Regions from separate parts of the Urocitellus parryii genome. Here region 2 is linked to region 1. A link is a contact called in public Hi-C data. All regions are on one chromosome and are shown on one strand. The core of a region is the stretch at or near the end of the contact, and the rest is flanking DNA. Distances in the headings are between cores, read along the strand shown.

Evidence for each region. A called contact is a pair of places that touch in the nucleus more often than the background predicts.
Region 2: a contact with region 1 is called in a Hi-C map of muscle, with 12 times the contacts expected there. The contact joins the promoter of LOC113178131 here to the promoter of LOC113179646 in region 1. A contact is called at or near these places in 2 of 2 Hi-C or Micro-C datasets (liver and muscle).

What each region holds. Positions count from the first base shown.
Region 1 is chr3:212,679,335-212,686,391 of mUroPar1.hap1, reverse strand. LOC113179646 (putative UDP-sugar transporter protein SLC35A4) reads right to left here and starts at 5,662. Exons shown (of 1, transcript XM_026384352.2): 1 at 4,416-5,662. The coding sequence starts at 5,651. The coding sequence ends at 4,680. It also overlaps the pseudogene LOC144253702.
Region 2 is chr3:213,220,160-213,227,153 of mUroPar1.hap1, reverse strand. LOC113178131 (olfactory receptor 7E24-like) reads right to left here and starts at 3,689. Exons shown (of 1, transcript XM_077796562.1): 1 at 2,802-3,689. The coding sequence starts at 3,689. The coding sequence ends at 2,802.

The sequences.
Region 1 (7,057 bases), core at 4,413-6,912:
CCCAATACCAATTCAACATTACAAAGAGGGCTTTGAGAAAAGGGAAAAATAAGAATTATTGCTTTGTTAGCAAAGCAGAAACACAGAGGAATCTTGACATAGAGTCTGTGATTCTCTCTTACATCTTCATCTTAATATGTGTCATCAAAACACTGCTGACCATGATATATTCTCTGCATAATGACTCCTGAAGAAATCTTATCTGGTTTATAGGATATTACCATGTTGCTCAGGTAGAAGAGAAAGCACTTGCACTTGAGTCATAAGAGCAACACTTGATGTCACAGCCCTGCCAGTGTGTGCACAGTGTGTGAGAATCACTCCACTTCTCCTGGATCCAACTGCTTAAGGAGAGAGGGAGAGCAACACCCAGTTCCAAAACATGTGCAGCACCAAAGGGGAATTCAGAACTTGATAACTGATCGGTCATTGTCACTTTAAATTAAAAGATGTATGATTAGGAAAATGCCAACAGTATTGAGGAAAGAAATTGAAACAGACCCCAGAGACTCCACAGTGGGAAACTCTGATATGTGCCTCAGTAGAAGGCTTGGGTTTCAGGGGATCCCCAGGTTCTACCACATTTTGCTATTTTTTTACTTTAGAAAATCTATGCCATGAGTGCTCAAATTTGACTAAGTTAGAGGTAATTAAATAAAAATGAAGGGTTCATATGTCCATGACAAGGACATAGAACGATAGTGATTAACTTGCCATGATTTTCATGGGGCATTGCTTCAAAGAATGAAAGTACAGACTGGAAGCAAGAAGTCCATGAATCCAAATTAATTTGGACCATTTTGGGGAAGAAAGATCAGGTGAATTCAATGTGGAACAGATCTGTTTTACATGCCTCCCTGTGCCAAGACAAGCATGGGCCCCAGCGAGTCACAAATAGAAAGAGGGACACCTTCCCAAATACACAGCAGAGATGTGTGGAGCATCAAAATAAAAATACCCAATCCAGAAATAGAAACATTGTAACTTTGAGTAGGGGATAAATTATTTGAGTTGCATGAGGATTGACCTAATCACTACTAACAGTAACAATAATATCTAGATCTTATTTTGCTCAGAAATTTTTCAAAAATTCCTCATTATTCCTGTAAGAGCACGATGTATCTATTTCATCCTTAGTCAATGCAGTTGTATCAAACAAAAACCAACTCAGATATCAATGCTGAATCCAGACACTAGTGACTTACTCTTTCACAGACACAAGTAGTGGGACTGAAAGACTCTAAGACCCATCTGCTGTGTGCTTTTGTTTTCTTCCACCCAACATAAAGTTCTCTACCTATGTCCTAAGATTTTAAATATCAGGTACACAATTAAGTTCTTTCCAGTGACATAAGAATAAAATAAAGACATAATATTAAGTTTGTTTTAACATTAGAGGGCTGTTTTCAAGTGAAAGGTCATATGATAAGGTCCAAGGAAGTCACGGAAGGGGCCCAATATCATGATCTGTGCTGAATGATCATCAGCCTCCCCTACTGTGACCTCTCCTGTGACCTTTGGTTGTTCCTCCACAGTGCATACAGCAGGCACCTGCCCTGTGCTGCCCTTGATCACCAGGAATCCAGCAAGGAACTGCACCATGGGCAAGGCTCTCTTTCTGTAGTGACAGGGAAGAGGAATGGGACAGGATTCTCCTGTGGTGCCCTGTGTCCACGGTCTGACAGCCAAGTTCAACCAGGCTGCAGTCTTTCCTATCTAACAACAAGAGCAAGTAGCATGATTATAAAGTTTCTTCTTTACTGTAAAATAATAATAAATGGGTCATGCATTTTCAGAGTGGGACAATGCACAAGAAATGAAACTGATGATAGGGAACACATTGCTCACCCGCTGAGCCTGGGAAGCTCTGAACATCAGTCCATGGTGCTCTGGTTTCTGGCATTGTCCTCCTCATCCTTATCACCACCAGAGTCTTCATGGTGCTTAGGAAATCTTTTTTTCTATTCATTCTTTCTGTTTTTTTTTCTTTTTTGGTATACCAGAAATTGAACTCAGGGGTGCCTAGCCACAGGACCATAGCCTTAGCTCTTTTCATTTTTTGAGACAGGAGCTCCCTACATTAATTAGGGCCTTGCTAAGTTGCTGAGGCTAGCCTTGAACTTGCAAACCTCTGCCTCAGCCTCCCAACCCACAGGGATTACATACACACACTGCTGCACCAGGCTAGTGAACACTTTTGAGGACACATTTTGAACCCTATGGGAAACAGAACCAGTGTGAATGGAGAGCACATTTTAAATAAGATATCTAATACCCTAGTAAAAATAAAACGTAAACTTTTCAAACATGATGCATGAAAATTTACACACTAAAAACTCCCATTTGGACACTCAAACTGTGATGTTTGTCCTTCTGATAGAGGAACAATACTTGCCATCTTTCTTCCAGGGTCCCAAGGCTCCATCTGCACCTACTGGGTTATACTGCTTCTCTGCTGACTCATGAAAAAGAAGTGCACATGCCAAGACCTACCCATACCTGGTGCCCAACAAAGGCTCAGACTCTGTGCCCAGCATTCCCATGAATATGCTGTCAGCTGGGAGCTTCCTGATGCAGAACCACAGCAGGAGACTCAGCCACGCAGCACACTGGACAGGAACCATGCACTGAAGGGCTGCAGGCACAGACTGAATGTGGACTAATATAGGATCTTGGAAGCTCAATGCACAGAGCTCATTATTGAATTAACTGGTCTATGCACTGTGATCTCTAAGGATTTCTCAACATTAATGCAGAAAGATGAAGAAAAGAAAATGAAGGCCCACTTAAGATTTGGACCCTAGCTCTAATTGGGAGGGACTTTATGTACTCAATTTACTGCTCTCACTTCTGTGTTTTAAAGATAATCAGATTTTAATGCCTATTCTCAGTACAAATATGCAATATAAATATAAATCACAAAACATTGCTATTTGAACCTAATGAGCATATGCTTTAGTTACATTTATTTGGCCATTTTTTTAATGAAGCATTCAGTCATTTAAAAAACAGTGGTTCTCCTGCTCAGGACAATTGTCAAAGGACTCTGCAGGATTGAAACGATGAGAAACTCTAAAGTGTGTCTCAGAACAAGCTCTAGGGTCTCCTCTCACTCCCCTCTGTTCCTACTTTACTTTTCCTAGGCTCATGGACATGTCTGCCATTGTTCTTGAGTAACTGAAGTTTGTAGATGCTGTTAAGAAGAAGTATAGGGCTTGTGTTTCAGTGACCAGACAAAAACAAGACCTGTTAGTCAGTGAAAATCAGCAAAGGGAGGATCTACACTAAAGGGACATTCAATCAAAGGAGAAACTAAGTCAAATTAAAAACCAGAAATAAATCAAAATGACAGGGAATACAAAACATATCACAATAATAACCTTGGATGTCAACAGCCTAAACTCATCAATCAAAAAACATAGATTGGCAGATTGGATTAAAAAGCAAGACTCAACAATATGTTCATGGACAAAGACATTTTCAGGCTGAAGGTGAAAGGATGCGGGGAAAACTTATCACTCATATGGATTCTGTATACAAGCAGGGGTTTCATTTTCATCTCAGATAAAGTAGAGTTCAAACCAAAGTTATCAGAAGAAACAAAGAAGGACATTTCATACTTCTTAAGGGAAGTATATATAAGCAGGACATAACAATTATAAACAGTTATGCCCCAAACAGTGGAACATCTATGCACATTAAACAGACTCTTCTCAATTTCTTTTTTTTTTTTTGACTGGTTGTAGGAAGCACCCTACATCCTAGAACACTTTATTAAGACCTTATTGCTTATGCAGTTAAAAGAGACATTGATTAAGCTATAGAAGTTTCTGTACCTGGTCCCAGGTCAATCTGTGCAGAGCTTTCCCAGGCTGTTGGGAGCTGGGACACTACTAGGCAGGGATAGGACTCAGAGTGGGAAAGATGCTACCTCCTAAGAGCCTTAGAGGTGGCAGTGGGCTTCAATAGGGCCCTTGGGTGAGCAAAGGGGTTAGGGGTATAGGTTTAAGCCAGGATCCAGGGGCAACATTCCCTGAGATGAGTCAAGCCCCAGCCCTCTGTGGGGTTTCCAGAACAAAGGCTGGGTAAGGGAAGCAGCACTGTGGAGGGGGTAGGGGATATATCTCCAGGCAGTGCTAGAGCAGAGGGACCTTGGCAGAGTGGCCTAGGTGACAGCTATATAATTTGTAGCAATTGGGCCTTCCTGCATGACTGTTGGGTGTGAGTGTCCCTTATGAAGAAGTCATGCGCCAAGGCGGGGCTTGTGCACCAACACCAGGCCTGGGTAGTGGGTATACTGGGGTGACCACAGTGGGCAAGGAAAGCCACTTGTCACCCATACCTCATTTTGTGTTTATGGAAGATGAGGCAGGGGGCCTTCCCCATCAGGAATGGAGTTATTTTTCAGGCCTAGGTATTGATGCTCCCAATTCTTTAGTTTGGAAGAACTTGGGGGTGGGTGGGGAAGTTAAGTTTCCTTAACCAAATCTACTCTTCATGCCTCCTAGAAGCCTCCTTCATACACCACTTCAAGACTAACTTGGTTGCTCTCCCTTCTCCAGCTTTTCTCACAAGGCACTTATTACAGTTGCTAAGGGGAGGAAAGGAAGAAGTTTGAGAGATGACTCTGGTGGTGGTGCCCAATCTATAGAATCAGAAGCAAGCAAGGTAGCCAGGGGCTAGTGACTACCATAATACAGGCTCACAGCCAGGCCAATGAGCAGTGTGGCCAGGAAGAATGTAGCTGTGAGTTGCAGCCGTAGCAGGGCTGCTGAAAGAATGGCATTGACCACTAATGAGCAGGACACAACAAAAAGGCGTGTGATGCTGCTGCCATGCTTCATGACAGCGGACATGAGCAGTCCATTTAGTGCTTGGCTCAGCACCACAAGTGCTGCCCATCCTGAGAAACCCTCCAGGAGGCCTGGGCCAGGACCACCACCTGCATGCAGACCAAGGTTCAGGAGCACACCAAAAGTGTAGAGGAAGAGGTTTTGAAGTGCGAGGGGCAGACGCTGTCGCTTCATGAGCAGCTCTGTGTATACAGACGACAAGCCTGAGATGAGAGAGTACAGGATGAGCAGCAGCAGTCCCAGTGGAGTGATATGCAGGGGCATGGGGCTGGCAGCAGCTGCTAGAGGCCCAGGAAGGGTGTTCCCAGGGTCCTGAAGGCCACCTGCTGCATAGCAGGCCCCTGCAGCCATCAGCAGCAGCAGTGCCAAACCCTGGCGTGCAGAGAGGCGGTGCCGGAGACAGAGGCAGTAGAATAGGGCTGTGCTTCCAATCTTGAGATTGCTCAGCACCTGGTAGGTGCTGGGGTCCATGTAACGCTGTAGATAGATCACCAGGTTGTTGTTGGCGCCATAGAGCAGGGCAGATAGTGCAAAAGGAGCAGCTTGGCGCCAGGGTGGGGCCCCCCGGGGCCATGCTTGCCAGCCCACAAGGAGAGAGAAGGCGCACAACAGTAACTTGGTCAGCTCAGTGCGCAGCACAGCTGAGGAGGGCCGAAAGGGCACTCGGCCATCCACATGGCACAACGCCAGCAGTGGGGCATGGGCACCATACATGGCAGTGGATAGGAGGAGCATCAGGGTCCAGCGGGCCTGCCTAGGACGGCCCAGGCCTGGCATACCACCTTCCTCTACACTCATGCCCTCATCAGATCCTGGTTGCCTGTGTAACTAGCAAGTGGCAGAGGAACTGGGGCACATTTAAGGGATATTAAGTTATGGAGCCAGCTTCCAGGAGGAGCTGGTACATTGCCAGAGAGAATACTGAGGATCAGAGTCATCTGTACACTCTACAGTTAGGGCTGGGAGAGTAGGGGCTGATGAAGCATGGTCTTGGGGCCAGTCTCATGGAGCTGGGGAGGGAAGGAGTCCAGGTTACAGTCTGACAAGCCACTGTGCACCCTCTGCAGGAAGAGAAACTAAGATGAAGGTGGCAGGACAGGTGGAGACAGTAAGTAGATGACAGCTGGGGAAGCCAGATAGTGTGTCTGTGTTTGAAAGGCCTCCACCTGTAGGCCCCAGCTGTTCATCCTGCTTTCCCCATAGGATCTAGAGCTAGTCAGGCCCCTTGCGCAGTGACCGAAAGTAGTCCCTCAGTGTCTTCTCCACGTTGGGCACAGCATATGCCTGAGCTGCATAGATGCCAGTGCAGGTGCCAACTGCAAAGCCCAGTACTGCCGATGCCCTCAGTTTGGCCACCACATAGCCAGCCAGGAATCCTTTGAGGAACGGGGAGGACAAAAGCGAGCCATCCTGGCCCACACCACTGCTGACTTCGTCTTCCACTCGCTGTTGCAGGCGTTCCAGCTGGTTCTTGAGAAATGCCAGGTCCTTAAGCTTGGGCAGAGAATCCTTGTCATCCACCATCTTCCCCGCCGAACTTCGACTCTTCTCAATTTCAAGAGTCAAATAGACTACAGAACAACAATACTGGGTGAATTTAACACACCTCTCTCACTGCTGGACAGATCTTCAAAACAAAAACTAAATAAGGAAACTATATAACTAAATAATACAATCAATAATTCAGACTTCACATACATAATCCATCAACAAATGTATATGCTTTCTTCTCAGAATCACAACTCTTTCTCTAAAATAGACCATATCTTATTCCACAAAGCAACTCTTAGTAAAAACAAAGAGAGAGAGAGAGAGAGAGAGAGAGAGAGAGAGAGAGAGAGAGAGAATACACTACATTCTATCAGATCACAATGGAATGAAATAAGAAATCAATGATAAAATAAAAAATACAAGCTACTGTAACAAATGGAGACTAAATTATACACTATTGAATGATGAATGGATAGTAGAAGAAATCAAGGATGAAATAAAATTCTTACAAGCAAATGAGAACACTGACATATTATATCACAATCTCAGGGACATCATGAAGGTAGTAGTGAGAGAGGAAAGTTTATTGCATTGAGTGCATTCATTAAAAGAATAAAAAGTCAACAAATAAATGAATAAAACTATGTCTCAAAGCCCTAAGGAAAAAAAGAAGAAGAAATCAACACCAACAGCAGTAGAAGACAGGAAATAAT
Region 2 (6,994 bases), core at 2,440-4,939, 540 kb before region 1:
CTTTTTTTTTTTTTTTTGAGAGAGAGAGATTTTTAATATTTATTTTTCAGTTTTCGGTGGACACAACATCTTTATTTTATTTTATGTGGTGCTGAGGATTGAACCCAGTGCCCTGTGCATGCCAAGAAAGCATGTTACTGCTTGATCCACATCCCCAGCCCACTTCACTGTTTTTTAAGTTCCATTTTTATTAGGTTATAATATAAACAAGAAAAATTAGATTGAACCATAATAAGTATACACTTGAGTGACATTTATTTGGTTATTAAGGTTTTTTGTAATTACACATTCAGTTCTTAGAAATCACTGGATCTACTACCCAGAAGGATTGTCAAAGGACTCTACAGCATTGGAATGATGGGAACCTCAGAAGTGTGTCTCAGACCAAGCTCTAAGGGTCTCTCAATTCCCTCTGTTCCTGCTTCATGTTTCCTAGGTTCATGAACGTCTCTGCTATTGATGTTGAGTAATTGAATGTTGCAGATTCTGTTGAGAGAAAGCTTGGGGCTTCTGTGTCCATGACACAGACACAAACCAGAGCTGCTCAATATCATCTTTTGCTCTTAGGACATTTTTTAGTAGATTGAAGGTACAGACAGGAGAGCACCACTGTGTTGAAACCCTCTTGAGCATGGCCAGGACCTGTGAATGTAGCAAAGGTCTATTCAATGTTTAACAACATAGTTTTAATTTTTATCTCTCTGTGCCTAACATGGTAGAGGCTCTGAGAAATAAAAAATGACGGAGAGATCAGTTTTCAACCAACATATAGCATATACATATGAAAGGGAATAAGAGGCTGTACCATTACAGAAATATGAAAATAGTAACAGGTCACAGGATAATTCATTTGAATAATACGGATTGACATTTCCATATTTATGATAACTAATTTTCTTTTGCTCATATGTTATACCTCCATCACAGATCAGTCACACAGGAAGAAACAATTTCTGTTTAATCTGAGTTCAATGATGTTGTATCAACTGGAAATCATCTTGGAGGACATTACTGAGTATCATAGACACTAGCACCTGTGTCCACCAATAGAGGCCAAAACTAAATTGTGAGACTCTGGGTCTGATGCGCTCATCTTTTTCAGTGTTTTGCAACAATCAGAAAGTTTTCAGCAGAATAATAAGGTCTTAGTTAGAGCAACATCTCTGGTACATTCTTAACCCTTTAAAGTCCCTGAATAGTAATGAAATCCAGACCTACTTTGCTCCTATTTGATGAAGAGTGTTAATTATAATATACAGGTGGATGTAACAGCTGCAGGTGTGTCCTGGAGTTGGGGATACAGGGGGATGTTTCTCCTAGACCTTTGTCTTCTCTCAGCCATTCTTGCAGAAATGATGCAACTGATGCCCTGACTGCTTTGTCCTGGAATCTACCAGAAATTCCAAAGGAAGTGCACAAGAAAACTGGTCCCATCCTGGAGTGACAGGAAACTGAAACACATGATTGTTTTGTGGAGTGGAAAACCTGTCAGCAGTGAGTTGCACAAATGCCATAAGCCTCAAATACACACAGTGTTTCAAACATGGCTGCAGTTATCCAATCTGAATACCTAGCCCAAGTTACATGCACCCCTGTGGTCATTTCTATTCTCTAAAATAAAATTGGGTAATACTTATGCCATGGGAAGACTTTGCACGTGAATTCAAACAATCTACAAGTAGTACATAGCTTAGCACCTGGCATTCAGAATCCCCAACAAAAAGTCATCCTCTTCTTCATTCACATCCTCATCATCACCTTCACAGACCATCTGGAGTGTTGAGGACACAATTTAAAGGGATGTCTTTTCTCCCCATGTGGATGACAGTGTGTGGCAGGAAGAGTCAGGTGGCAGTTAAAGAGGACTTTCCATGAGCTTTCTGTTGTGCTCACCACAACAAAGCCTATGAACTCACAGTATCATCCCTGACAATCAGCAGCTCATTCTGCCATCTGGGTAGACAAAGTGCATGTTCCTCCTGATGGCAAAGAAATAATGCTACACAATGTCCTTCCTCCACCCTTCCCTTCCACAGCAGCTCCTGATTCACACTGGAGCTCTGCTGACTTAGAACTAAGGAGGGCAGCTCCAAAGATCCACCTCCCTGGTGCCCAGTGGCCCTGATATTAGCCTCCAGATGTCAACACACGCTCAGTTAGATACTTCCTGATGCTGACATTGACAGCAGACAGAGACGCATAATGGCGCCCACTGAACTGGGGTCCTCAAGCTGAGGGGCTGGAGGCACTGGCTGGTTGTTGACTACTGTGTGACATTGGTGGCTCAGTGCATAAGGCTCCTAGTTTACCAAGTAGCTAAAGCATATCAGCAACTCTTAAGAGCTTCCTAATTTTAATGGTGGAGAAGAGGAGCAGAAAATGAAGATGTACCAATGTTTATCAGTTTATCGCTACTAAGGAAGAGGCTCTTCTCTGCTAAGAATTTTTTATTTCCTAAAAAAATTAGCTTTATATTAATATTGTTGAAGTAAATTAAGTCAAAAAATGTCTTTTAACCATTCTCAAGTATTATGATTAGCATCATTGATCACATAGATGTTTTTTAGAAATATTCATCATCACCATCTCAAAAATCTTTCATTATTTCAAAGTGATCCTTTGTTCCAAATATGAAGAACTCCCAAACATTCCTTCCCATCACTGGCTGAGGCATTGCACTTACATCATGTGTGGTATTAAACCCATCAATGTTCCTGAAGAGGCAGATTAAACAATCTTGATAATTAGTTATAATGAATTTTCCAACACACATTGCAACTGGACACCACAGGGTCTGAGATTTAGGGCATCCTGCTGGGCAGCCTCCTCAGGGCACCTTTAATGCCCCTGTTCCTCAGGCTGTAGATGAAGGGGTTCAGCATGGGGGTGACCACAGTGTACATCATGGAGGCCACTGCACCCTTCCTGGGAGAATGTGATGCAGCTGACCCAAGGTACACTCCAAGGCCTGTGCCTATAAATAAGCCAACAACTGCCAGGTGAGACCCACAGGTGGAGAAGGCTTTGTACCTCCCCCCTGAGGATGGGATCCTCAGAATGGAGGAAACAATTTTATAGTAAGAGAAAAAGATCCCTGAGATGGGGAAAAGGCCATAAAATGTTCCCAGAAAATACTTGGCAATGTTATTAGAGAAGGTGTCAGAACAGGAGAGATTCAGAAGTTGAGAAGGGTCACAGAAGAAACTGGAAATTTCCACACTCTTGAAGTTGGTAATTTTCAAGATCATCAAATTGTGCATCTGGGAGTCCAAAAGGCTTAACAAAAATGAAAGCAAAGTTAAGAAGCCACAGAGACGAGGGTTCATCATGACCAAATAGTGCAGGGGGTGACAGATGGCTAAAAACCGATCATAGGCCATCACACTCAGAAGCATATAATCCATACACGCAAAAATTGTAAAAATAGACATCTGTGTCAGGCAGCCCACATAGGAGATGTCTCTGCTGTGAGTTTTGATGTTCACCAGCACCTTGGGGACTGTGGTAGAGATGAAGCCAATGTCAGCCAAGGACAGGTTGGAGAGGAAGAAGTACATGGGGGTGTGGAGGTGGGGGTCAGAGCTGACAGCCAGGATGATGAGCAGGTTCCCAAGCACCATGACCAGGTACATGGACAGGAACAGTCCAAAGAGGAGGGGCTGCAGGTATGGATCCTCTGAGAGTTCCATTAGATAGAATTCTGATATGTGAGTTAAATTGTGTGCTTTTGTGTTGCTTGGACACCTTTTGAAAAGCAAAGAGTGTAAGAAAAAAAAAGAAACCCATCAGCAGGCTCCACTCACTCTGCATGCATCTGGATTCAGGTATTCACTAGGAAGCTGCTCACACTGGAGATCCACAGGCCCTCAACATAGGTCTCAGTCCTGAGACACCCAGACTTGCACACTCTTTCACTGTTGCTATCTACATCATTCACCCCTCTCTCCACACCCTTTTTCAGACATTTAACTGATTAATGTTAAAAGCCCAGGAGCAGAAAGAAGAAGTTCATGTTTGCAGTAAATTATAGCCCACCATTTGATGGGAAATTCAGGAACAGTAATGTTTTTTATTAAGAAAAAATAATGTTCATGAAAGTTTATTAAGAACCAGCTCATTTTACTTTGTTTTGTGCTAACAAGTTGAGGGTAATGAGATCTCAGTCAGAAGCATGGTCATGAGCCATTTATCTTCAAAGTGTCTCATCATTTTTTAAAGTTTTTCATTGCCCTCTTCTGCAGGTTAAAGCTTGTTCGTTAAAGGTATGTAATATGATGCAAATTTCCTTGTCTTTGGCACATTTCAGAATCAATAAATACTACTGAGATAAATGCACAAAATCAATAGTAACCCTGATCACAAATGTGGCTGAAAGAGATAATATTAAAAACATAAATGATAAAAAACACTTTGAATAGTTTGATTTTATACTGGTTTATTTGTGTGAACCCATACAATATCAGCAGAATAGGTGGCATATAGAAGAGCTCTTCACTGTTTTTCTTTTTCTGTCCTCCAGCTGACCTTTTAAAACTGCTCCATGGTTTTGTGATCTCAGTCCATCAAGTTTGCAGTTTAAGATTTCGTCACAAAGAAAAAAAAAAAAAAGGCCCAAAGCTCAACTTTTATTTCTAACCACATTATTTCCACTTTGTGGACTCTCTGGTCAGGCATTCCTGATATGCAGATTGTAATTCTCTCACTTAACCTATGTGAGTGTTACTTGGATTCATTATTTGTCTCTTCTTACTGTGATTGATTTTGTCTAAATTTGGGGAAATAATTAACTACCTTGGGTTTTAAAAAACTTTCCAATTACCTAACTAGTGGTTTTGTCTCAGTTAATGTTATATTCATCTTTGGATATTTTAGATTATCCACATACTGTGAAATCAGACCAACACCAGTTTAATCAGGATATCTGCATGTGAAATCCTAGGTGCTTTTTTTCTTACACCAGAGTTGGAAACCACTGTTTGAAAACATCCTGGCACTTAGAAAAAGCTCCATTGAATATTACTTTCTCATATTTCAATAACATCCACTACCTATGTTAAAATATAAGTATTTGACAATAATTGTTTCAGGACTAACACCGTATAGAGAGATTTGAACAATTACTTCAGAAATTTGAGTTGTTAGTGAGCTAGGAATTTGGAATAAAAAGAGTCGAAATACTGAATCTTAAAGGAAACATCCACAAGCCTTTGAGAAGTAGAAAGCACAGTTATAAATCTTGAAAAAAACGCCCTTGGCCCATGCCCTGTTCTGATGCCCTGGCTCACCTCCTGTCCAGGACCGGATGCAGCCCTTCTATGAACATTTGACACTCAGCCCAAAACAGGGCTTCCTCTCAGCCTTAAGACAGCCCACATTCTCCCTTGCATGTGTATCTGCCTTCATAAATAAACCTCTGCCCATGCCTCTGTCCATCTCCTGCTGAAATTCTTCTCCATCACATATGCCAAGAACCCCACTGGTCTGAAGCCAAGGTCTTCCTCTGCCCTGGGAACCCCTTGGACCCATCTCCAGAAGCATTTCTTCCCCTGTGATGGGGAAGTTACCAGATGGCCAAATGAGTCACAGGTTTACTGTGTTAAGTTTCCTTTTTGGTTTTTCTCCAATAGACCAAAATATAGCAATCTTTAGAATTCAGAGACAGAACATGGGACTTCCCCATAAGAAAAGTTGCCTTAGCAGCTGCTGGGACAGTCTCTCAGTCTTTCACATTACCCACAGGTACAGCTACTCTGCTTCATCACAAGACAAAGCCACAAGGTCCTAGTTCTCCAGCAGTCATTTCTCAATAAGCTCACCAGCCACCTGGCATCCTTAGGGTGGAAGGGAGTTGCCTGGGGTGCCAGAGCTGCCCAAGAAGACTAGGGTGGGGGCAGCTGTGGGATCCTAGGTAGGTTACCAACTTGTTACCAAAAGCTTATTCTTGTTCCCAATACCAATTCAATATTTAAAAAAGGGTTTGAGAAAAATAAGGATTGTTGTTTTGCTAGTAAAGGAGAAACATGGGGGAATCTTGTCCTAGAGATTGTGATTCTCACCTACATCTTCATCTTAATATGTGTCATCAAAACACTGCTGACCATGACATATTCTCTGCATAATGACTCCTGAAGAAATCTGGTTTATAGGATATTTCCATGTTGCTCAGGTAGAAGTGAAAGTGCTTGCATTTGAGTTTTAAAAGCAACACTTTTCTTGATGTCACAGCCCTGCCAGTGTGTGCCCAGTGTGTGAGAATCACTCCACTTCTCCAGGCTCTGACTGCTTAAGGAGAGAGGGAGAGCAACCCCCAGCTCCAAAACATGTGCAGCACCAAAGGGGAATTCAGAACTTGATAACTGATTGGTCATTGTCACTTTAAATTTAAAGTGTATGATTAGGGAAATGCCAACAGTATTGAGGAAAGAAATTGTCAACAGACCCCAGAGACACCACAGTGGGAAACTCTGATATGTGCCTCAGTAGAAAGCTTGGGTTTCGGGGGTCCCTTCAGGTCCTACCACATTTTGCTATTTTTTACTTTAGAAAATCTATGTCATGAGTGCTCAAATTTGACTAAGTTAGAGGGAATTAAATAAAAATAAAGGGTTTCTATTTCCATGACAAGGACACAGAACAAGAGTGATTAACTTGCCATGAATTTCATGGGGCATTGCTTCAAAGAATGAAAGTACAGACTGGAAGCAAGAAGTCCATGAATCCAAATTAATTTGGGCCATTTGGGGGAAGAAAGATCAGATGAATTCAATGTGGAACAGATTTGTTTTACATGCCTCCCTGTGCCAAGACAAGCATTAGCCCCAGAGAGTCACAAATAGAAAGAGGGACACCTTCCCAAATACACAGCACAGACGTTTGGAGCATCAAAATTATTATATCCAATCCAGAAATAGAAAAATTGTAACTTTGAGTAGGGCATAAATTCTCTGAGTTGCATGAGGATTAACCTAATCACTACTAACAGTAAAAATAATAT